Linked DNA regions of Rattus norvegicus: region 1 is linked to region 2. Evidence: chromatin contacts called from public Hi-C data. All regions are on one chromosome and are shown on one strand. The core of a region is the stretch at or near the end of the contact, and the rest is flanking DNA. Distances in the headings are between cores, read along the strand shown. Region 1 overlaps Hbp1 (HMG-box transcription factor 1). Region 2 holds the start of Cbll1 (Cbl proto-oncogene like 1).

Region 1 (5,928 bases), core at 2,950-5,449, 460 kb after region 2:
AGAAGGGTCAGCCAACATGCTCAGTGTGCTACCCAAGGCAGCTGCAAAACACAAGTCTTCCTTCACCTTTGAGAAAGCAATGCCAAACGGTTGATGGCCAGGAATTGCACCAGCCCAGATCATCATCATCTGACAGGGAGGACATGCAGAAAATTCCTGACTCTGACTCACTGTTTGCCTGTAGAGAGAAAACAGAAACTTCTGTTTTGTTATTTTTTTTTAAAGATCTTTTAATACCTCTTCTAAACTCAAGCTTTCAAATGTTACTTAATTGTAAGCTTAAGGAAAGTAAGCTTTCAATACTGAAGGATGTTTTGAAGTTTTAAATACTGTCATTTCCTAAAAATAGAAATACAGAATCAAACACGTACAATTAATAAACAATGAAATATTTTGTCCATCTGTATGTTCTTCAAAAGAATTTCTTAGATGGGGGAAAGATAATGTTTTCAACCATTATATAAACTTTGTAGAAGCCTGACTTCATGAATAAACTCACCCTTTCATGTCTTACTGGTGTTTCTTCCTTCCAGTGGTCATGAGGGAAGGCTGGTCCGCTCTTTGCAGAGGACACTGGTGGTGGGCGTGCATAGGAATGTAAACTTTTGCTAGTAGCTATGATGTGTACAGGAGATGATCTAAAATAAAGCGGTTTTTACTATCAGTGTAGGTAGGTCCGTAAAGAACATCTTTTTCTCTTGAAAGCAACATAATGCCAATGCTGTTACATATGAGGCATAGTGAAGACAGCCTCTTGAACTTGTCATTAACCCCCTCAATACACACTCACTGGTATATGCTCAAGTGCTCTTTCTTACTGCAGATTCATCACATTTTCTTTAACTTATTAAAAATTCAAAGTGGCAAGGAACTTGGGATTCTCCTGCCCTAAGGGAACCACACCTGGTTCCCATCTCTTTTATTCCAGTACAGAGAAATAGCATATTATTATGAAGTAAATACCCATTTATTTCTTACACTCCGCAAACTCAACAGTGCTAAACTGTCCAGCCATGTGTCCTGGGCAAACAGGAAGTGCCTTAGTAAACTCCTAATAGAAAACAGCCTGCCTTCAATCTTTGTAAGGAGACACTTTTTTGTGTGTTCTAATACAAACGTGTTGAAAAGCAACTACACGGGAACATACAGACAGCCCAGCCACGTTCCCACATGGATCACTTCCACACCTTCTCCTTCCTTTCCTTGGCAAAGTCTCCACTGAGCAGTGCTCTTTCAAGCACAGATGGATCCCAAGAGCACACTAAGTTCAGAGCCCTTGACACCAACCCTCAGTAACTCAGTTAACACCCATAAGTACTCGCACAGATCACTAACAATGATGCAAACAGGGAAGAGAGCAGGGCAACTCTGGTGAGCAGCACTGAAAACACCTCCAAGGCTAAAACTGCATCCCCAGAGCAACAGACCTTTCCCATCTCTCTGCATTTATAACCACGCTCTTGTTGGTTTACTTACTTCCCATGAGCCTCCCCTACTCCCTTTCTCTGCAGTACTACAGAGAAAACTCAGGTTTTTATCCTGCACATGCTCGGTAAACACTCTTCTATAGAGCTCTGCCTCAGCCTTTCTATAAACTGTAACTTCAATGTGAAGATGATACTCTGAAAGATAAAGTTTCTTTCCTAGGGAAGGTTATATAGCACTGAACTGAACTGCTCTATCAAGACCAATCTCCTGCAAAACAGACCAAGCATACCTTAACAGGATGCAAGATGCCTCGGCTTTCATATTTGTATCATGCTGTAGCACAGCACTGTACAACTGGGGACCAATACCAAAGCCCAGGGTGCCTCCTACTTGACTAGCATACACTAATCTAATTCTTCCAACAGCGGGAGAATGGGGGTATGTCTCCAAGCCATCGTATTTAGTAAAATGATATCTTAGGTCTCCCTAGGAAGACCTAAGCAAACCGAGACTTTCCATAGTTTCACTGCAGATTAAGCCATTTTCTTGACCTTTGGTCTAGCTATATTAAGTGATTTTATAAGTAGGAGTCTACTTTAAGGTCTTTTCAACTTTTAGATTTATTTCCATTATGTATATGAGGGCTTTGCTAAATGTCTGTTAGTCAGTGCACCATGTGCATGCAAGGTGCCCAAGCAGGTCAGAAGGGGCACCAGATCCCCTGGAACTGCAGTTAACAGAGGGCGGTTGTAAACTGCCATGTCGCTGCTACGACTCAAACCTGGGTTGGGTTCTCTAAACATGCTCTTAACCACTCCTACTTTAAGATTAGCAAACCTTAGAATTAGCAAAGATAAACAAGGTTACACACACATTGGGAAAATAACTATAGAACAGAATGAAGCAATGCACAGTTGATAAAAGTTTAAAATACAATGTTTAACTATGGTTCTTAAAACAAATAGAATTATTTCTAAAAGTTTATAAAAATATATCCTGTACACTTAATTTATTTGACTTTTAAACACAAATATTTCATGCTATTTTTCTCATAGTATTATTTGATTTTCAAAACAGTGAAATCATCTTTAATCATTATAAACATCCTAGTTCCGGTGACTTTAAATATTAAAGTAATCATCCATTAAATAGCTACTGCCATTACTGTAAAATTGAGAGATTTCAAAACAGTAACTTTTTGAAATTAAGTTGAAATTTCTTTTTCATTTCTGTGTGTGTGCATAGCCACGGCAGCATGCATGAAATCACAGGACAACTTGCAGGTCTGTTCCTTCAGGCTTAGTGCAAGCTCCTTTATCCAATGAGCTATCTTGCTGGCCCCAATGACACACATTTGAAATGCAAGCATAATCAATGTTCCTACCTGTTATAAAATGAGCACTGCATTAGTGGACTTTGTGGACTAGTGGCAATATTTGCTAACTCTGTTAGCCAGTCCACCTCATCTTCACGGTGAGTATTTTCCGGTATGTCTGAGGTATTCTGGCTCCAAGATGGTCTTGGATATTCTTGATGAGATACATCTGAACTGAGCTGGTATATGGCAGATTGGGTAGGGTCACTTTGAACAGCCTGAAGTTCAGGAAGGTCATCTGGAAATAAGCCCAAGATTATTTTTTAAAAATATTACAGTAAATAATACAGTAACTTCAGTTAGGAATACACATATTTAATTTAAATTTAAATCAGTAATTTGTTGACATAAAAATTTTTCAATTTAAGTAATGCCTGTCCATGAGGATCTAGGAAGCCTGTGATATAAACACAATGGAAGTGAATACAGCAATGACTCACTGCCTGAACCATGTAATTACAAGCGGTCAGCACCTAAACACAAGGTTCAGTTTGTTTTCTATACCTCATGTGGGAATAGTCTATTTCCCAGTGCTATGCTCCTACATGAACAGACTAAGGAAGGACGGGGCATCTGATGTACACATGCGGTTGTGTGTACAGCCTTTACTGACCTGTTTAAATAAGTAACTGCAGTACTGAAGGTTCTCCTGGCAGTGAGTCCAGAGATCGTGTCATCAGGTATCAGTAGGACCACTTGATACACAGCTACTTTTTGTTAAGTTAGGTATCATGATACATGCTTAAAACTCCAGTATTTGGAGGTTCACACTGACAGGCTCCAAGTTTGTAGCATACAAGACCCTGACTCAAAACAACAAAGAAGCAACGAAATTGGATTCTGTTAAGTCTTTTTTCAGTTATTTTATTTAGCTGGGCCTGCTTATGCGGGCCTGTAAGCCAGTATTTAAGAAGCTGATACAGAAAAATTGTGGTTCAATGCCAGCCTGACAACACAGTAAGACCCTAGATCAAAACTGCAAAAGATGGTATTCCCAATCCAGTTCTATTTAGTGCTCTCTTCCCCAGTGTACTAGCCCCAAAGGTAGATCACAGAACCTAGCTCTTCGAAGGAAACATTAGGAAACTACCCAAAATAGTGAAATTCTTTAAAGCTGCTATGGGGAGGGGGGAGGAATCTCACTGGACTTTAAAAAACCAGGCACGGTAGTATCGGCTTTTTTTTTGTTTGTTTTGTTTTGACAGTCTGAAGCTTTTATTCAGTAGGTCTCTGTGTCTAGAAGGTGTTTGGCCTCTTGGTGGTGAAGTGTGGTTTGTGCTGGCGCCACAACACATGGTGGGGCAACGGGAATTTGATCTTGGAGTCGTGGAACTGCTGACAGCTGCACTCTCTTCCACCGTCATGACCTGGATGGAGTGCGCACGGGCACGGTGTCGGGCACCCATGTCTCAGTAGCACTGTGTGGCTGAGCCGGCAATGCTCAGGTCTGGTACTCTCAGTACAGGCTGTGAGTGCCACTGCTGGAGTCATAGCGCAGCCAGATGCTGAAGTTCTTCACACGCAGGGGTGACTTCTCAAACACCTGCCCGCAAGACACAATTTCCCTGGATGACTTCTTCATCTTCTTCAGCTGTGACACAAAGTACCAGAAGCGGGACTTGGCCAGCACATGGTTGGGCGCAAAGATTCGCATTCGGCACAGTGGCAGTGTGTGGCATTTTGGGGTTGGCAAGCAGCACCCCACCACCTTGTACTCCCGAAGCATGCCCGACGCCTTCATGGTAGTGCGTGCTTGTTCACTGCCACTCACAAAATGGTAGCATAGCTTTTTAATACCAATACTCAAGACGCAGAGGTAGGTGGATCTCTGAGATCCAGGCCAGCCTTGTCTGCATAGTTAGGACAACCAGAGCTACATAACAGAGACCCTGCCTCAAAACAAGAAAATACAAAAAACAAAACCAAACAAACCAACAAAAGTAACAGGAATCCCCTAGAAAAAGCCCTCACACACATCCACATGCTCTACAGATCTGCAGGGTCCCTTAAATATTCAAGTCAGGAAAAACTCTTCTAAGGGCTGGGGAGATGACTCAGCAGTTAAGAGAACCAGCAGCTCTTCCAGAGAGGACCAGGTTCAATTCCAAGCATCTGCATGAAGGGTAAGATCGGTCTGTATTTCAGGCCCAGATCTAATACCCTCCTGTGGTTTCTGTAGGCACCAAGAACATATTTAGGCAAATATGTTCACAGACATATTTAGGCAAAACACGTAAGATAAAATAAAAAAGAAAAACTTTTAAAATTACAAATATTACCATTGAAAGAAAATTCTTGGGGTTGGGGATTTAGCTCAGTGGTAGAGCACTTGCCTAGCAAGCGCAAGGCCCTGGGTTCAGTCCCCAGCTCCAGAAAAAAAAAAAAGAAAAAAGAAAAAATTCTTCATAAAGTTGTGCTATCACCTCCTTTGGATCTTCTACTGGAAAAGTGGAATCTAATCTCAAATAATCTTTTCAGCTGTGTGTTCTAGAATAAAAATGTTCTGTACTATCTCTCTGTGAACATTAATGATTTTGCTTTATGCTATGTAGTAGTGACCATGCTTTACCACATGTTTTTTTATTTATCCCCCTAACCCCTCCCCCTCCCCCTTCTATATGAGTGTTCCCCTCCCCATCCCCCCCATTACCGCCCTCCCCACAACAATTACATTCTTACCACATGTTTTTTTTTTTTTTAAGATTTATTTATTTATTATATATAAGTACACACTGTAGCTGTCTTCAGATACACCAGAAGAGGGCATCGGATCTCTTTACAGATGGTTGTGAGCCACCATGTGGTTGCTGGGAATTGAACTCATAACCTCTGGAAGAGCTGTCGGGTGCTCTTAACCGCTGAGCCATCTCTCCAGCCCATTACCACATGTTTTTAATGACGCCAGTCTATAATGTTTTCTTTCCACAGGACAGTGAATACAACAGGAAAAAAAACAAAAAAAAACCAAAAAACCTCGAACATCCCCAAACCTTTCCTGCTCAACTAAGTATCCACATAAGCCATTCTAGAGTAGACCCTAAAACTAAAGTATCTTAGTAAAAAGTAGTAACTCAGGCTATCCACTCATTCTTAGTCCCGACTATACAGTATCCACTTCATTGAAA
Region 2 (6,020 bases), core at 1,147-3,646:
AACAAAACACAAAGCATGTAATAATTATCTGGATAAGGGATAACAAGAATAGTTTAAAGCAAATATACCTTTATTATATAGTTTTAAAAACAACACATTTAATATTTTATCTTGAATAAAAGGAGCCAAGGAACTGAAGGCAGGTATGCAGCTCACTGATAGAACCTGTCTAAGGTACTGAAGGAAGGTTCTGGGTTCAGGTCGGTCCCCAGCGTCCATCTCTCCAAAAAGCATGAAGCAGTCTTTTACAAAAATTGGGCTACTTTTACCTAAGCACTGATTATCTCTGACAATGACCAAAGAATGAATCAAGTGTTTGCAGGATCTTTATTGGCCTGGGTGCCTCTGAGATGTAGGATCATGGGGACAGAGCTGGCCTGAAGAGCTGCAGGGACATCACCTTTTTTGCTGCTTCTTTCCACCCCAGAGGGCCCTCAGCTCACTGCTAACACTTCTGCAATCCAGAGAAACACTAATGTCTTTGCCATTTAAAAATATTCTGAAAACTTTCTGGCAAAATTCTACTCCAATACTTCCATTTAAAAGACCTCTTGATCCTTTGACATTAAAATCATTATTTTGAGATGTCTACTCAGTCAGAAAACTGTCAACTAACTAGCTGCCATTTCTTGATTTAGTCTTTGACTTAATTTGATTTTTTTTCTTCTCAAAATGTGCAGCAATTGAAACTGAAGCACTAGGAGACTGTGTTGTAACTGATTTAAAATCTAGAAAAGCTACCATTAAACAGAAAGGAGAGCTGTCTGGAAACTTTTTTTTTAACCTAGCTAGCTCAGTAGTGATTGTTTTCGTGTTAGAATGACTGTTCTTATCTCTCCAGGCAACCTTTGGCTAATAACTTAGAAACTAGGATAATTCTTTTACACAGTTCTAGCGGGATCTCATTTCTCTCACATACTTCCATAAACCCATGAGCAGCTGCTGGATCGCCACCAAAATATTTGTGGCAATTGCCTACTCTCTCAGTCCTGCTCCTACTTCCCCTACAGCGTTGCTGGGGACCTGCTAGGTAAGTTGCTCTACCACTGAGTTTTGCTTTAACTGGGTCTCCCTCTACGGTAATGCAACCACCACATAGATTATTTATTTACCCCCGTTCTTCCTCTCCACCATTCTATATAGAAGAATAGGAATTATTTTTTAAAATATTATACTCCCTTTTGTTCAGCTGCTTTGTAGCCGCTCAAACTCTTTATCGTGATTTTCAAAGTCTTGAAAAAGGTAACTTGTATTTTCCTTCTCAACTTAGGACTAACTAAGCTACGGACATTTGGTCTTCTCTATATCTTCCTACCATTCCAAAGTGGGGGGGGGGGGCCCTTTTCCTGGTACTCTCTGAAATTTCTTACTCCATAAGCACCTGTTTCTTAAAGTACTCACCACAATCTATAAGGAGCTTTTAAAAAAGAAACCAACCTGTCTGCCTCCTTTGACAGAATGCAAACTCGAAGACAAGGACGTAGTCCTATTGTTTACTATCCCATCATTCTATCTCCAAGCCTACAAGTATCTGCATGCAATTACATAACTAAGTGGTGTTTGAAGACTGCGCGCATCTCAGTCAATTCCTAAAGAAAAAGCCTTTCCTCCTGCTTGGCGATATAACTGTCTGAAGCACTCAAAGCCAAGCGCTAAAACTAAAACCAAGAAAACGAAGCCAGCAGAAACGAGGTTTGAAGCTACTCGCAATATAAGATGAAAATATCTTGATCTTAAAAATTCTGTATATATCCCCAAAAGATGCGAAAGAACCACGGCCGAAGGGCGGGGCATGCTTTGAGTTCAGGTAGAAAAAAGATGCTCCACTTATAAGTTCGAAAACTATATCCGCCTTTATTCTCTAACTACCAGTCCGCGAAAAGCCAACAAGACAATAACCACAGGAGATGACCACTACAGCAGCCGCCCGAAGCTGAGAAGCAGCAGGAAGTCTCCAACCCACTCTCGCCCACAGTCCGGACGCTTCTCCAATTCCGAGAGTGGAAAACACCCGCCTATTTCCCCAGCACAAAGTGCAAAGCAACCGGAATGAGAAAAACAAAAACAAAAACACAACAAAACTGGGGCCGTCCCTTTCCAAGAAGCCTGCGCTGCGAAGGGTTCCGAAACGAGCTCAGCGGCACCAAAGAAGCGGTGCTGCCGGTCTCGAGGATGGAGGCACCGCTCCGAGGGTAGGCCGGGAAGCAGCAGGCCCAGTCCGGGACCGGGCCTGAGCTTGCTTCCTCTCCGCCACGTCCCGGCGCACTGGGGCGAGCGTAGCCTCTTGTGCCTGCTGGGCGACCAGTCCCACACGAGCCACGGGGGCAAGAAACTAGGACCCCCGCTGCCTCCGCCTCCTTACCAGTGTGATCCATGATTCGGCTCGCAGGGTACAGTGGGAGCGGAAGTGAGTCGCTCCGGAGTCGCAGCAAGCGCGTGCGCCCTACCTTCCGGAGCGCAGAGGCGGAAGTGCGCTGGGACTGCTCTCACTGGCTTCCCTTCCTAACCGCACCATCCGACTTTGGTGAGGGAGTCACACATAGGCAGGACTGAGGCAGGAAGAGAGGGGACACGAGGGCTCTGGTGCCGAGACTTCTAATTCTCCCCAGAGGCTGCCCTCAGCTGTAGGAAGGATATCTATTGCAGTGGGAGAGCAATAGGAACCAGAGGGAAGCGAGGCAGGCAGGTAAGCCGCCGCCCACCCCCTGCGGCGCGAGGCCTTCTGGGATTTGTAGTCCACCCAGAGTGCAGTCTCAGCCGTTAGGCTGGTCCCACCCCACCGGGCGGAGTAACGGTTTGGAATGCCCCCCGGATCCGCCGCTGGGTATAGAGAAGTGTAAACACGCGCGCTCCGTTCTTGCCCGAGGGAAGCTGAGTTAGGTGCTGGGAGGGAGGAAAGGTTCTTATTGCCTAATCAGGCTTTGTCCTGATGAGCCCCAACGCCCACTCGACACGCGCGTTCGCCCTGGCTCTTACCGTAGTTTCTCAAACTGAAATGCGTGTATAATGCTGACTAGCCCCTCGCTCTAGAGAACACCAGGCGCCTCTAATCCCTGCAAAAGCTGTAGGGAGTTCCAGGTTGTCCCGGTCCATCGAGGATGCAAGGCAGTTGTGTGCAGAGAAGGTGAAGGAGGGAGGATAGGAACCGATGGAGTCGGAGGGAAAGCGTTAGGGCTTGGGCAGAGGGAAGAAATGAGAAAGGGCAGGCCCCGACTGAGGAAAAGAGAGTTACCAAAACAGGCGGTACCTAGTTCCAGTTCTTGGTCCCTGGGGTCTGTGGTTGCTGCTTTCATCTTGCTCAGCCAAAACAAAAGCAAGTGTCAACGGCGATTGGTGAGGACCTTCAGAGCACCCCCCACCTAGATTTGGCTCATAATAGGTCTTCTCCCCTCTCCAGCCCTTCACACTTGAAGCTCTCAGATGAGTAGAAAGGAGCACAATTAGTGGAAAACATCAGCCTAGGAGTCAAGGGATTTGGGCTCTATGGTCGTCCCTTGGTGACGACATTGTTACCTTGGGTTGTTCACGCTTTCAGTGCCAGAGTTCCTAGATCAATAAAACATTATTATATTGGCCTCTTTTAAAAAAATGTTTTCACAGTACTCAATTCTGAATAAAGTATGTGTAGCAATGTGTTCTGTGCGTTGCACAGTAACAACTGTGACTAACGCTGCAGTGATCATAGTTTAACATGTTATTTAGTGATTGTCTTCATTGTGGTCTTTTCAAAGACTCCCACTCATTGCGCCTTTACAAACAAGGTTGTAGGTACACTCAAGAACATTTTTAAGTCGATGTCCTTTTGGTTTTGTCCTTGTTAAAATGTAAATTTCTGTACTACTGGGTGTTTTTCACAATTTTTCAGTTGCTAGGATTATGGCAGGGGGTAGGTACTGAAGCTTAACCTTTCTCTGATAAATCTCTAAATATAGTGCTGACACGCTGGGGTATTTAACAACTGTCTGATAAAAAAGAAACTGGGACAAATGGCTAACTGTGGTATCTATTAGCATGCCATCGAATGGTGCTAGCCTCCAGGAGGCTTTCTCAATATCACAATATCACAAATACCTGTGGTTCTTTTCAGCCCCGTGGACCCCACTGTCTCCCCTAAACTTCAGCTTGTGGGCTTCCCTCCCCCTAGCTTCTCTCCCCTCCCCTCCCCTCTCTCATTCTCATTTTCCTCTCTTGCCCCTATTTCCTCTCATGGCTAGGTCCAAACCTCTGGCCATGTTTGGTCTACCACTTTCCCTGCTCAGGACTCTTCCAGATGCTGTCCTCTCCCTCATATCTACAGTAAAAACCTTCCTCTCGACCACACCTCAGAGAGGTCATGCCTTCAGTTTATACATCTGGTGCTGAAAACCTCACTTTATACAACAACTTAGACTGCCAAGGAGGTAGTTTTTACCCAGGAAGTGCTTTTTATCCATCACCTCCATCAAACGTAAGATTGATTAAAAACTATAGGTTAATAATAATGACTTAATACTAGAGAAGTAGGATTTAAAAGAACTTTAGATTGTACCTATAGACTGTTACATTTTGCAGGATTTTATGATATACTGTTAGGAAGTCCTCTGGAGTATCCTGCCATGGTGGAGCATGCTTATAAAGCCCTTGGAAGACTGAGGCAGGAGGATTGCAAGGTCAAAGGCAGCCCGAGTGGCAAGTAACAACACTTGCCGAGGGCTTGCTTTAGTAAAACCCGGAATGTTTATCCAATGTGGCCTTGCCATGGACGCCCTCCTTCTTCTGTGTCTGCTTTCTTCTCCCATCTATTAGAGTTGCCATGTTCTATCAGGGCAGGAGCGGTGTGACAAGACGGTCTCCTAAGTTCCTGTTAGATTATATACAGCCGACACGGTGCTTTCACTTTTCATTTTCTATTAGCTGTAAAGCTAATGAGTGTTTTTGTGGCATTTCCCTCTCTGTATGATGTACTCTGACGGTACTACCCTTTCTAGTATGCACTTCCAGTTTCCCTCCACCTCCCTAATAGTTTCCCTCACTACCATGTCCCCTACATCCCACGGATAAGAGGGACTTTGGGATGCTTAGCTTTGTAATACCGGTTTTGTCCATTTCCCTGTAAGTTCCATAACTTTGTCCTTATGATTGAATAGTGTTCTATGTGTGAAAGGAACATTTTTTTAATCACCCATCTGTTACTGGATACCTTGGCTGTGTTGGCTAGTGAGTATTGTCACAGTAAAATGAATGTGCAGATATCTGTATAGTAAGTTAACTGATTCATCTAGCCATAGTCCCAGAAGTGGCATAACTGGGTCATGTGGGAATTCCATTTTTAAAGGAACCTCCACACTGTTTTCCATTCCAAGCCGTGGTATATAAGTTTTCCTCCCCTTCCCAATCCTCACCAACATTTGTTGCTTCTTGATTTCTTTGTTACACATTCTTACTGGGGAAATTTTTGCTTCCCTAATGGCTAGAGATGTTGGACATGTTTCATGTAATTTTTTTTTTTCGGAGCTGGGGACCGAACCCAGGGCCTTGTGCTTGCTAGGCAAACGCTCTACCACTGAGCTAAATCCCCAACCCCTCATGTAATTTTTGAATAGTTTTTGAACATTTTATTTATGTATACAAGTTTACTGCCTGTGTGTTATTCACCATATGCAGGCACTGCTCATGGAAGCCAGAAGGGGGCATCAGATCTTGAGGCTGATGGTCTCAACAGAGGGTTGTGAGCCACTCTATGGATACTGGTAACTGAACTCAGGTCCTCTGCAAGAGCAGATAATTAATTGCTCTTAACTGATGAACAATCTCTTCAGCCCCTCAAATGTTTATTGTCTGTTTGAAAGGTCTCTATTTACTTAATTTGCCCGTGTATCATCTGTTGTTTTAATGTTTATTTGTTTCACTTTATGTATTTTGGATAACAGTCCCCTTGTCAGATTAATTACTGACAAAGGTTTTCTCCTGTTCTGTAGATTCCCTTGACCTTGATGATTGTTTTCTTTGCTATACAGCAGCTTTTTTTTTTATACAGCAGC

Evidence for each region. A called contact is a pair of places that touch in the nucleus more often than the background predicts.
Region 1: a contact with region 2 is called in a Hi-C map of liver, with 3 times the contacts expected there. The contact joins the enhancer-like site here to the promoter of Cbll1 in region 2. A contact is called at or near these places in 4 of 12 Hi-C or Micro-C datasets (Schwann cells, kidney, liver and 1 more).

What each region holds. Positions count from the first base shown.
Region 1 is chr6:54,267,357-54,273,284 of GRCr8, forward strand. It overlaps Hbp1 (HMG-box transcription factor 1), which reads right to left. Exons shown (of 11, transcript NM_013221.2): 3 at 2,813-3,041; 4 at 500-638; 5 at 67-178. It also overlaps a transcript of Cog5 not described here and the pseudogene LOC134479361. Among named protein-coding and RNA genes, the nearest start is that of Hbp1, 13 kb to the right of the region's middle. Within about 2 kb of position 4,200, at least 2 of the 93 cell types and tissues checked have an H3K27ac peak or open chromatin away from gene starts, as enhancers often do.
Region 2 is chr6:53,810,389-53,816,408 of GRCr8, forward strand. It overlaps Cbll1 (Cbl proto-oncogene like 1), which reads right to left and starts at 2,397. Exons shown (of 6, transcript NM_001399563.1): 1 at 2,363-2,397. The coding sequence starts at 2,375. LOC102555378 (a long non-coding RNA gene) reads left to right here and starts at 2,549. Exons shown (of 4, transcript XR_001838366.2): 1 at 2,549-2,686.